Regions from separate parts of the Gasterosteus aculeatus genome. Here all the other regions are linked to region 3. A link is a contact called in public Hi-C data. All regions are on one chromosome and are shown on one strand. The core of a region is the stretch at or near the end of the contact, and the rest is flanking DNA. Distances in the headings are between cores, read along the strand shown.

What was found. Hi-C and Micro-C count contacts between places; a contact is called where the count stands out from the background.
Region 1: a contact with region 3 is called in a Hi-C map of skeletal muscle, with 2.5 times the contacts expected there. The contact joins the enhancer-like site here to the promoter of LOC120819420 in region 3. A contact is called at or near these places in 2 of 6 Hi-C or Micro-C datasets (skeletal muscle and tail fin).
Region 2: a contact with region 3 is called in a Hi-C map of skeletal muscle, with 6 times the contacts expected there. The contact joins the enhancer-like site here to the promoter of LOC120819420 in region 3. A contact is called at or near these places in 4 of 6 Hi-C or Micro-C datasets (skeletal muscle, tail fin and whole body).

What each region holds. Positions count from the first base shown.
Region 1 is chr5:12,292,060-12,296,285 of fGasAcu3.hap1.1, forward strand. The region is part of intron 1 of LOC144408013 (a long non-coding RNA gene); the gene reads right to left. Among protein-coding and RNA genes, the nearest start is that of LOC120819420, 69 kb to the right of the region's middle. Within about 2 kb of position 2,497, at least 3 of the 9 cell types and tissues checked have open chromatin away from gene starts, as enhancers often do.
Region 2 is chr5:12,258,789-12,263,145 of fGasAcu3.hap1.1, forward strand. All of the region lies in intron 39 of LOC100462713 (disks large homolog 5), which reads left to right. Among protein-coding and RNA genes, the nearest start is that of LOC144407999, 53 kb to the left of the region's middle. Within about 2 kb of position 1,628, at least 1 of the 9 cell types and tissues checked has open chromatin away from gene starts, as enhancers often do.
Region 3 is chr5:12,360,621-12,364,647 of fGasAcu3.hap1.1, forward strand. It overlaps LOC120819420 (zinc finger protein 503), which reads left to right and starts at 2,270. Exons shown (of 2, transcript XM_040176817.2): 1 at 2,270-3,581. The coding sequence starts at 3,327. All of the region lies in intron 1 of LOC144408013 (a long non-coding RNA gene), which reads right to left.

The sequences.
Region 1 (4,226 bases), core at 1,247-3,746, 68 kb before region 3:
TTACCCTTTCTTCTAATTATTAACAATATTGGTTTCTGAAGAATGCCAACAATGCTCTGCCTACTTATTATCACATCCCCTTTGCACAAGCCTTTCATTTCCTTAGGTGCGCTGTTAAAAGGCGGCTCCGGCCTGCCCTGACTAATTTCCTCTCAGCCTCACAGATCACAGGCCTTTCCCACCCAGTGCCCCCTTTGCTCCCACAAAGACCCTCGTAATCCTGCTGCTTGTCCACAATTAATCTTCCCAGTCGCCGTATTATTAACACAACCACCCACGGGCAGAGGATGCAAATGTGAAGCCAGGAACAGGCCTCTCTGTGTGCATCATACACCCCCCCCCCCCCCACAGCGGAGTGGCAGAAGTGTCAATCACTCCAGGGGTTTAAACCGCTGCCCACTGTCAGCATCAAGGGCTTTTCAACCCCTCCTTGCCGTCTGCTGATCAAACAACGTGACCCCCCCCTCCCACCTCAACCCCACAGTCGAGGACCCTCTCGGCTTTCTTCTTCATCTACCGAGTCCTGTCTGTTTAATTCTGTCCGTTTCTCTCTCCTGCTCTCTAATCGTTCCTGCCTTCCTGTGTCCTTTATCTTTCTCACAACCTAAATGGGGGAGACACAAAATCAAAATGAAATGTCTCTGAGATTTAGGTGGTCATGTTTTACTTTTGTCAGGCATTTTATAGACTTTTATTAACGGAGCAATGGAAAATGTCATCAACAGGTTAATGACTAATAATCACTTGAAGCCCTCCCATTTCTTTTTTGTGTATGTAACCATTTGGCTTTTTGAATGGTGTGGGGGAACTGGTGGGAAATCAAACAACTACGCCTAAAACCTGGGCAGTAGGATTGAATTAATACCCTCCTGAGAAAAAGGAGAAGTCGTTGCATCAAAGTGATAAAGCAAACACTGGCTGGTGTGTCAAAATAAACTGTTTTTCATAAGACATGCTGGGATGTTGTGAATGTGTCTTGTGCTTCTTGGCGATGAAGGAGATTATAAACACTGGAAGAAAAAAAAAAAAGAAAAAAAAAGGAACTGAAGCGATTTTCCTCTTTGTGTTTGCCTTTTTGTGTTAAAGGCGTGTGATCACTGCAGCCGTCCCGTCCTAGCCGCTAGCATGTACACTCTACAAATCACAGTGCTGATCAAAGCTGCCGCTCTGAGAATCGCTTGGCACTACTTTAAAAGAACATGAAATAATCCCAATCCAGCCACCCTGAAAGACCAGGGGACGAGCGCAAGAGCTGAGGCTCCTCCAGAAGTTAGTCACTCTATTCCCCTTTCGCTGTCACTTGACATGAAAGTAATGCCAGTTCTGTGGAGATCCCAGCTGTTCCCCTGCGGTTGAAATGCTATTGTGTGTCAGACAAAGAGTGCGGTTTTCACTGCACCCCCATGTTTGCATGCATGACCAGCACTCTCAAATAAGGCCCCTCAGATCTAAATGGCGAGCTCCACTCGGCAGAGGAGGCAGCGGGCAGCTTTGTTAGCGGTGAGAAATGACGTGGGGGCGTCCAAAGTGAGAAGCAGGCGCTCACGTCTCCACAGAAGCGCTTTCATTGCGCCGAGGGGGCCTCCGCTGTGAAGACAGCCCTGCTGAGCAGAGGCATGTTGTTTACCGAAGTAGCACGCTAAATGATACAAGGCGGCCGCGTGCTGCCGTCGTCCCATCGCAGATTAGGCGGCAGATAAGTTTTGGTTAAACAAACATTTCGCACAGGCGCTTCTCACAGCAGGAGCCGCATGAAAAAAAGAAAAGAAAAAAGGCCCATGCGACCCGACAAAGGCACCAAATGTCCCTCGGCAGTTAGTGGAGATCAAAAACAATCAGACGGCCATAAACACAGCTGATGGCGCTTTGTGCGTGCCGAGCGTCTACAAATAGCCTTTTGCTTACATATTCAATCACTGAAGTTTGAAATCACCACGTTGCGTTTGTTCACAGGAAACCATTGATGAGAAACAAATGTGTCTCGCCAAACTGTCAGTTGTTCGGAGTTATAGACGCACGACTCGAGCCGGCGGCCGAGCGGCACCATCGCGTGTAACGGTTACTTCAATGTCGTCCTTTCGTCTGGTCTTCATGCTACTTCCTGCGCGTCGTACTGAAATGTTGCATTTCTCTAAACTTCTCATTCACAAAGCACAACTTCACAAGTTCACGAGGTCAAGGCTCAACTCACTGTCAGCGATCAAAGCCATTATCAGAGAAACCCAGGAAAACATGTTTCTGCTGAAAGAGAAACTCTCACAGGGATATATCAAGGCCTTGGATTTGGAAAAAAAAAAAAAAAAAAGATTGTCTGTCAGTAAAATATGTGATAGCGTTTCAAGCTTCAAGGGGCTCCTGGGAGCCGGAGAATATGATGTGAATAACAAACCTTGATTCTGAGGCCCAAACAATAAAAAAAAAAGCGAGGTACTATATGCAGGCTTTGTATAAACATCTAAAGTAGTAGATAACATTTCAGTGGCCACTGTTTAGATGCTAAGATAAGATACAAACTACAGGAAGCACCTTGACAGAACAGCTCAACAACTGTGACTCAGTAACTATGTCGGTTTGGCATGTGCCACGGCCCCCGTCCAGCTGTGAACACTGACTCATTCCTTTCAGTATTCCTAACGGCCAGGAGTTTTCAGCAAAAAAAAGCTCTCTACGCTGCCAAATAACAGACAAAGGAGAAGGTTGAGCAGCTGAAGGTGGATTTCTTCAAGGTTGGACCAAAGCAAAGCTAAAAGGAGGGAGAAGCATTCACCAGGTGGACAGAAATGTGGCAGCTGGATCCATAATTAAACATAGTTTTGTTTGTAATAATGCTAATAAGCTAGCTTTGCATTTCTGTTTTTTTCCAGCGGCCAAAATGGATTAATAGAGCCGACAAGTCGCCAACGCGCCGACGACAGCTTGGTGCTTTTGTCAGCGCTTGGACATCTTTCCCCACAGACGTGTGGACGAGGACAGAACGGGCCGTCTGACAGGACGAGAAGAACAAACCGCCCACGTCTCCCGCGTGAGAGCGAAACGCGCGGCAGGTTAGTCGGAGCTCGACGGAGACGAGCAGCATGGAGGTGGTGCCAAACCGACGTCATGCGAAGCGCTGATGCACACAAAAGGCCTCTGGTAGAATTTAATTGCAGCACCTGTAAATAAATATGTCAGTAATCTGAAACTGAGAATACACGGACGAGGCACAGCTATGATTCACATGACTGGGTGACTTTGGGGGACGTCAATGTCGGGTCTGTACAATAATGAGCCAGCAGTTGAACTCCTTCCTCGTGGTGAAGTAATGGTTCTCAATACCAACGCTGCAAATTGGAAACATAAACATTACAAAACACTCCATGGTCACCGTAACAATGGACGTCAGAATTAACAGAGCCAGACATCAGTTTTCAAAATGTCAGCTGCCGCGTCAGACCTCCGCAAACACGTATGCCTCACATCACCTGAACACGTGTAGGTAACACAATTTAATTACAACAACAAAAAACTGTAAACACGACTGTCTTTCATGCCTTTATGTATGTGGACAAGACGACAAGGTGTTAAGTGGAAATAAATGTGCCTTGACAGCCACATCAAAGCGTGCAGCACGGGGCTCACTGCTACTTAAGGCCCAGGAATGCTGTTGCTAAGCATCAAACCCTTTAAGGACTTTACTATTTTTGAGCGGGTCACTGGAGGCCAGGAACTCTTCCGTGTCCCCGATCATTTAGAAATCCTTACAAATAAAAAGTGTGATTTTTACACAACATTAGATGCAAATCATTTTCTGGGGTTAGCTTTTGGGTTACCAAACAAGTTTATATCTTTAGACCTCTAGATATTTACTGCCACATTACTATTTGTTGACTAAAGAGCTGTAAATCTGACTGTCCCCCAGCACTGACTCACATTCATACAGCATTCACACAACGCGAGGGATTTGGGGTTTCTGCTTGTTTCTATGTACCGAATCACGCTTTAAAGTCAACTACGCCATATCGTCCAGCATGCCAGATTTGCCACGTCATTCACCACTTTGACAAGCAGTGCATTTCCGGGTCGGGGAAAGGAAACAAATCGAAGCACCACAAGTCTCACTTGTAGGAAGTAGAAGCGATAGGTGACCTCTCACTAACTTGTAATCTGCAGAGTATTAGTCATAACAACAGTGGATAAATCCCTTTGAGAGAGTTGAGCCGTCTAAGCATGGCATGGGGGCTGCCTGG
Region 2 (4,357 bases), core at 378-2,877, 100 kb before region 3:
CTTCTCTCACCTTCCACTCATGTCACACTTTTACCCATCACCTCTCGACTTAAGGACATCATCTTACCCCCCCCCCTTCCCTTCCCAGTACCCCATATGTCCCACTAATGGCCTGAACCGATTTAACCACAAAGTGTGGAACAAGTGAACAATTCCTAATGTCACATTTGCACGCTATCGAGACAAAGTCTTATGTTGTGCATCTCAGCAGCAGCCGTCCTCTGTGCCCTGTCTTGCCTTTGTCCAACTCTTCCTCCAGAACGACCGTCTGCATTAACCTGCTCTTCCTCTCCTCTCGTCCGAACCCCGTGACTGTAGCCAGGAAGCTCGCCTACAAGAAAATAAGACTGGCATGTTGTTTTGATTGCGGCCGCTCAGAGCGGGACTGCTCTTGCATGCCAGTTAATGTGCGTTGTAACATGGACTCCCCTCAACGCGACATCCCACTCTCTGCTGTCTCTGTTAATGATTGCTCGGCCACTTTACGTGCCTGTAAGTTGTCGCCATGACGTGTGCCCTTCAGTGTTTGTCACATGCGCTGTGCTGACCGTGTCTTTTAGCTTGTGTGCCGCCTGCAGTAGCTCTAGCAGCTGTGTCGCTTTAGTGTTCTAAGCTTTATGATTTCCAGTCGGCTCGTCGTCTTTTCCATGTGCTTTCTTGGAGTTGACTTTTAGCCGTGGTGAAGCATGCCCGTGTACTGTTTTGCTAGTGTTTTCGTCCGAGAGTGTAAATTCAAATGGACCTGTAGTTTAAATGAACTAAATGGTCACTAATACATTTTTGCAGAGCTTGAACCTTAATCCTAGCGTGCTGCCTCCACCGGTGACCTCACCAACGAGTTCACAAGATGTTAAACACCAAAGCCCTGAAAAATGTACAGCTGTGCATCCCCGCCACAAATCTCTTGATTCCCACTCAGGGAACCTTTTGTGGCGAATTTGCATGCATGTTGTTAAATTATTTGTTTTTGTAGGTAAACACAAGTGCTATAATGTCCGTGCAGAGTGCGATTTCATCTTTAAGAATAACCCAAATAACATTTAACGTGATCCAAATATTTCACTAGCGTACATGTGCGGGTGAGCAGGATAGAATTTGAGGCCTGAAGGGTTCTTCTGAGCGGAGCACTACAGATTGAGGTTAATATACTGTAATTATTAAATCAAGTTAGGAACTTGAACAGCCTCTGAGGGAATATCTCCCAAACATCCGTACACTGATCGCCGATGGAGAAGCTCTGGCTTGTATTTTCTAACATCACAATGTAACCTTGATATTGACTACATTTTACTTTAATAGCTGGAATACAGTTGAATTAGAACTAGATTGTAGTTGATTGAAAGACTACAAAAGACAACAAAATAGGGCTGGATCGTGTTGTATTTTGGCGAATCAACCTGAACTGAATTGAGCTGCATATAAACTCAAGTGTGATTCCCCTTTATATCCAAAAGGCGCATTAAATTGTACTGATACATCGCAGAAGGCATGAAGAATGTGTCTGTTTGCAGAGTGTTGATACAATTTGCTGGAAAACATCGCGGACTGTCATGCAGTCTTAGGGAATGTCTCTTGATCAAAGGCCGCTCTGTGAAATAGCTCTGGGCGTTTTCCACCCCTCAACATGTCTTCCAGGCTCGCGGTGCCCGCGAGCGCCGCCTTGGCCGGCCGAGCTCCGCGGCCGCTGTCGACATGGGGCGGGGAGACGCGCGGAGCGAGGCCTTATGCGGCCTGACGTGGAAATTATGTTTGCATTTTCATTTTTTGGAGTGCTACCGGTTGTCATGAAACTCGGGGTGACAGTTTCTAACCACCAGGCAGTTGAGTGCCCCCCGCCCCACCCACCCAACCCCCCCTCTCCTCCTCTCTCGTTGTGGGACAGATGCTAGCCTGTTAGTCCGGTGACTCGGCTCGCGCCCTCCCGATTGCAGGCGACAGATGCCAGGACCAGCAAGGTCTCTGTTTGAACATTGCTGTCACTGTCCTGCCTTAAGCTCAATGCATGACCTTTGTTGTAAAGCAAGGGGTTGAAATAAGGTACTAATGAGCATGTGAGGGACCCGTGGCTCCAAAAAGTGAGTCACAAAGTCCCATCCGTTTGTGCGGGTTTTGTCGGGCAGCGCAGGAAAATGGCTTTTGGGAAAGAAGAAAAAAATAAATAAACCGAATGCTCTAGACCTAAGAACAAGAAGAGTATTGTCTCATATTAAATTCTTCCATATGTATCGCCTGACTAAATGTTAATGAAGGGCTGCCTTGTAAACGTATGACAGGCTAAACTTTGGTTGACACTTTACAGACTGTTGGGCCAAGAGGCAGATGATATTTGAATGATTGTGGACCTGCATCACAAACGAGTAAAAAAAACAAAAACCCAAAAAATAGACTTTTAGCTCTGCTTAAATAAGTCGTACTTCACTTTGCAGCTATTATCCTAGAAATGTATTAGTCAACCGACTCCAACAAAATAACAAACTTTCTTTAGCTTCTCTGTTGTTTGTCTTTGTAAATCTATGTTGTGTCTGTATGCTTTTTAAAAAAAAAAAAATTTATTAGACAAAACAAGCTATTTAAAGATATCAGTTTCGTCATTAATTGATTGAGAAAATGATCAACATATATCCTAAACTTTGGTGTAAACAAAAACAAAACAAATACCTACTGCTGACGTCTTTTGAGTTGAGAATAACCAAATTGTTGACCAGATTCAGCCTACAAACGCCGACAATGTTCTTTCTACAGTTTAAACTCCCTGGCTGAAAAATCAAATTCCTAATTAATTCTCGTTTAATTTCTCATTGCTCTCTCCATGTTGTCTTCAAGGCACCACTGTGTTAATGTGCCTTAAAGAGAAATCTGTCCGCCTTGGTTGTCATTTATAATTTGCTTTCATTACAGCCCGTTCTTCCCTGTAACCTCTCATCTGTCTCTGCGTTTTTCTCAGCTAAAAATAGCTATAATGGATATATCAAATCAAGTAAGTTTTGATTTCCATTCTCTTCCTTTTTGTCATTTGTTTCTAACCCCTTCCACTTTTCCATTTTCAGCTACCACCTCTTGGGCTGTCGCTAACCGGCTGCACTGTTTGCTGCTCATCACTCTATCCAGTCATCGTTATGTTTTACATGCAAAGCAATAGGAAATTGTGTGGTTTGTGTCGGGTATCGGTTACAGCTCAGCAGTAGATGGTGCTACTGCTTCACTGTGCCTGGAAATGAATTAATCTGGTGAAAACACAACAACATTCACGTGCGCAAGAATTTATAATGCCGATTCATTTTTAGAGCACAGGCAGGAAGCATAAAAAAAAATCCAAACGGGTGAGAATTAGTTTGACGATTTCTCAGTTCATCTCAGTCTCATCGCGCCACCAAGAGGAGTGTGAACCGTGTGCGTCGTCCACTTCAACAGGGTTCTGTGATAGGCGGCAAATGTGCCACAATGAGTTGTCACGGAGAAGCGCTGTGCATGTTTGACGTGGGGCAGATGAATAGTGGAGGTCTGGAGCTGGGAGGATAATCTGCTAGACAGCTGACTGTAGAAATAATCATCTCTATTCTCCTGTTTTAGCTCCTGGCTATTTTTTGTTTTTTGGGGGGAAAAAGAGCTTCCCTTTTCTCCATATTGTACCAACATATTGTTACCAGTTATGCTTATGTCAGGGCACCGGCGGAGATGTAAACCGCTAAATTCATTCGCCGCCTCCATCAGGAGTGAACTGCAAACAGCAGCTAGTGGTTGTTAAATCACCTCCTTAACAATCGCTGGAACACCTGAGAGCGTTTTTATTAATTCATGTTTATTATAAATATCCAACTAAATGTCAAATCCAACATTTCAATGGTGGCTATACCAAGTGGTTAAGTGGTGTTTAATAAAAATGAGTTTTTTAAATTATTCAGCTATTAGCATTCTTGTGCCAGGAAGAATTACCCCCAAAAAGCACTGATTGTTCTTTAATTATGGTAAGAGTCACAATATGTTTTATTAACATACACATCGCAGGTCTTATTGAAGTCAGTTTGAATTAAATCCTATCTTGCGGTTAATGCGAGGAATCAGAGGGTCAAATCCTAAAGCTTCCTCATTGTGAAATCTGCTCATGCAGATTGTATTCAGTTTTATGCACCCTTGTTTTAAAGCCTGTCTCCCTGAGATGCCTCCACCTGCAAAAAGGAGGTGGATTGAGTAGTTGTAAAAAAAAACAATTTCCTCTTGATAAACTACAGAAAATTCTGTTTTCATCGCAACTATTTCTTCAGTAGAAAATGGATCGTATGAAAGTTGTTGACTGTGAGGCCCGAGAATGATTCAAATTTACCACAAACTAAATTAAATTCAGCGCCATTGAGTTTGA
Region 3 (4,027 bases), core at 1,020-3,519:
GCTGGTAGTCCATGAGACTATTTCTATGCGTGCCGTAAAAAGCAGGTTTTAAAATGTTGAATATATAAAAAGGGTGAAATAACAACTGCTGGATTTCTACAGGGAGCATTTACATTGTGAATACCATAGTTTCAGCCCAAGTATAAAGGCCGCATCCCCTATGTTCCCACAGTCCTTGCTTCACAGGACCGCAGTTAGTTAAGGCTGCTAATTTCCAGATAGACGCACCACTCTGGGTGACACTCTGGGGCTGTACTTAACCATTATTAATGTGACAGGCCTCAGTGGAAAGCAAATCAATTAAACAGGAGCAATCACCATAGTCTGGATAACGGCCTTTTAAGGCTGTTTTCATGTGACAAGGAGGTCCTGGATACAGGCCTCTGCGCCGGGACCTGACAGGTCAGGAAAGTGGCATGAAACAATAGCACCTTCTAACCATCATCTCCCCTTTTTACCTGTCAGATCCAGTCGGCATGTCTGGCTGCTGACGCGGCGCGCCCTGTGCCGACTGACACAAGGTGAATTTTCACGTCGGGTCGAGGGAATTTCTTATTCCATTTCCTAGACATTATAATGCAGCCTTTATCTACCCCCCCCCCTGTCTCCAAGGGCTTCTGCGCCTGAATTTGACATTTTTCCAGTTACAGGTCCTTTGTGATGTTTTTGATGTGCACGTACAAGTCTGGGGAGCAGAATTATCATCGGACTGGAGCAGTGACTTCCCTTCATACCGTTCATGGATACCTGGGACCTCCAAACGCTCTGAAAAACCACAGAGATATGACTTTTACATTTCGTCATCAGCAATTTTCATTTAATAGAAAAAACACTTTAGATTTTAAAAACTGAACTACAGTATCGTACGCATGAATTTGTTCAATCAACGCTGCAGTAACCATTTTACTTGCAGAGCTAAATTATACAACAAACATTATACAACAGTCATAGAAGCAGCTCTTGTTACTGACTTATTGTAATTATTTTCAATTATTAATCAACCAATAAACGGTAAAGTTGTCAACATTTATGGTTTACTTTAAAGCCATAAAAGTTAATGCAGGAGACTGCTGGAGGATAAAATCAACCACCAACTTTGCTCATATTTGATATGGGAACAAAAACACACAAAAAAAAATGTATGTAAAATGTAAATGTATCCTTAAAATAATGAAATAAAGATTCTGAGAAAACCATGGGCTATGTGTCAAATGAACACATTTTTCCTATATAGATGTCAATTTGTGGGGCTAAAATGTTATATTTTGGATATTTGTAACCGACTGCCCTTTGGGTGAGTTTAATAAAGAAACACTGCGTGTTGTAAAAAGGATTCAGCGAACCTCAACTCAGTTTACTCCTCACTTTGCAGAAGTTTGACTTTTTTCTGAATTCTTGACTAAACTGGACTTTTGAAGAAAAACACGACTAAATCCTTGAATTAAAAGGTTAATCCTTGATCTTAAAAATGCAAAGCCCAGAATAGAGGCTTGTTTTATAATCACCTACATGAGGTGTACCCAAACCCTGCTTGTAAATGCTTGTGTTTGCACAGACTCTTGGTGATTCATAAATGTGTCCTTGTGTAAAACACTACCAGGCGGTTTTAAGCTTTCCGTTTTAAAGTAATGAATTACGGCGGCTAAAAAAATGTGCAGCCATTTACGGATAAAGCCGAGAATTTGGTGTCTGCCGCAGCGAGCCATCCATCACGTCCACAATAAAAGGAGTTTTTGCCTGACGGTCGAAATTTATAGTCGCCCTTCTCTGCCCCAATAACTCAAAGCGTTGTGTCAGAGCTTGACAGCCGTTGCCGAAAACAGCACCCCTGTTATCAATCAAAAAACACTTGCATATGTTTAACTTTCGCCTGATCAGCAAGACATTTATAGGCTATTGAGTAATAAGATAAGTGGGTGTATTTCGATGAGAAGAAGTGTGGAAGCTTTAAATGATTAATGGCAGCTACAAAAGGTTTTTTTTTTTTCTTCAGCGTTCTTGGAATCCAAAGAAATCATTTTTGGCTGGAATGTGGTGGAATATTTTTAATCCAAAGACAAAAAGGAGACTTGGGGGAAAAAAGGACATGCTGTTAAATAGATGTCTGTCGCAGAATTAAAGCGCTGCCAAAATGCCCCACAGCTTATCTCCAATTAAACAAATCACAGTTTTGAGTTCAACCAGACCAAGCAGACTAACGCGGCTGAATCGTGATGGAGCAGCAAGAGGGAGGGACACATCTCTTCCTCACTCCACGTCGCATGGATTCACTCTGCAGTCGTTGACCTGAATAACGACTGAGAAGAGGCAAACACACACAAAAAAAAAAACTGCAGACAGCTGACAGATATCTGCCGTGCACGACAAGAAAGTGACAGATGACAGGCGGCCTGATTGAGAGGAGAAAGTTGAAATGTGAAACATGCCGATGGTTATCAGTGCACGTTGAAGTCAATGTCTGTTCAGAAAGGCCAACGGTTACTTTTTTTGGTGTCAGAAGTTCTACATCTGGTGCAAAGATGCCCTGCTTCTTATAAGGAGGAATCATTTGCAAATGAGTTAATAAGATGGGCAGTTTAAGGAATATTTACTCAAAAAGGACTTACGGTGGAAAATGTGTGTTAATGTACAACATATTGGTTCAGAGGAGTCACTTTGCCCAGAATCCCTCAAACAAAAGCATTTCATACTTCGTCTGGAATAAAGTGTGAATTGCAACGCAACTTGTCCTCACTTGGGGAAGAAGAAAGAAGGTGTAAAACAATGTAGTTTTGATCCAGATGTCAACCCGGTCCACCTTCCCCAAAAACCACACTGGCTGCAAGGGCGGCGCGTGCGATGAAGCGGCCAATCCCGGAAACACTCCTGTGCAAACTCGAAATTAAACGCGCTCCGAGTGGCTGAAACGTGGAACGCGCACTCGCACGAGGAGGGAGGGAGGAGGAGAAGTCGTCGCATTCACCGGAGCCCCTTCCTCCTTCACCCCGGGATCTCCCTTTTGATTGGAAGGCGGCGACGGCCGTGATGCGCGGACTTTATCCCGCGGCCGCTGGAGAGGAGGCGGAGTGATCTCTGCTGCGCGCAGCACTACGTAAACACACGAGTGCGCGCTCGGACCCTCAGCCGCGCAGAGTCACAGCGACGCCCGGGACGAAGCAACGCGGCCGCGCGGATTCTGCTCTCACACACCGCGCGTCTCTTTGGAGGATTTAACGTCGTTTGTTACTTCATCCGGCTTTTAACCGTCTGACGACTTTGAGCATTTTGGCTTCATTTACCCCACAGACACACATGTATTTCTCAGCCGTTTCCGCGAGAATTGGGTCATGATCACATCGCCCACGGTCTCTGTCCTGAGAAATAGCACCAATCCAGCGTGGGAGAGCGGCTCCTCGGGGGAGAAGGGCGCAGTGAAGATCAGCCGGCTATTCCTCCACAACCCCGTCTCCGCTGCACACCCTTCTCGCCAAGCCAGTCGTCTCCCCATAAAGGTTTTGAAAATGCTTACCGCTCGGGCAGGACACATGTTACACCCGGAGTACCTTCAGCCTTTGCCGTCCACTCCCATCAGTCCCATCGAGGTAAGAACCGACGCGGTGTTTTGGCAGAACGTTTGCGCGCACGGGCTCCAATCGGAGAGTGTTTCACTTCCAACGCCTCAAATCGGCTGTTCCAGTTATATTTTTTCTGGACAGATTGTAACATCGTGTTTTACGGGGGGAAAGAATAGCCCCCTAATTAGATTTTTTAGACCCAATATCCGGGATTTTTCTTTTTTTTGGACTGCGGGTTGAATTTGGACTTAAGACCGTGTTGTAGCAAACTGATGTCCGTGTTTGTAATGTCACGTTCGATCGTTCTTCGGTGTCATGTAAATCAGCTCCGTGCGCGCGCGCGCTCCCTATTTACACGGAGTTGTTTTTTAGTTTCATCCAGAGAAGTTCATGCGCAATGCGTAAACTACGCGAAATTGTCCTGTGTGCTTATTTGCCACAACACATAACATGTACACGTGTCTTGCGTGGTT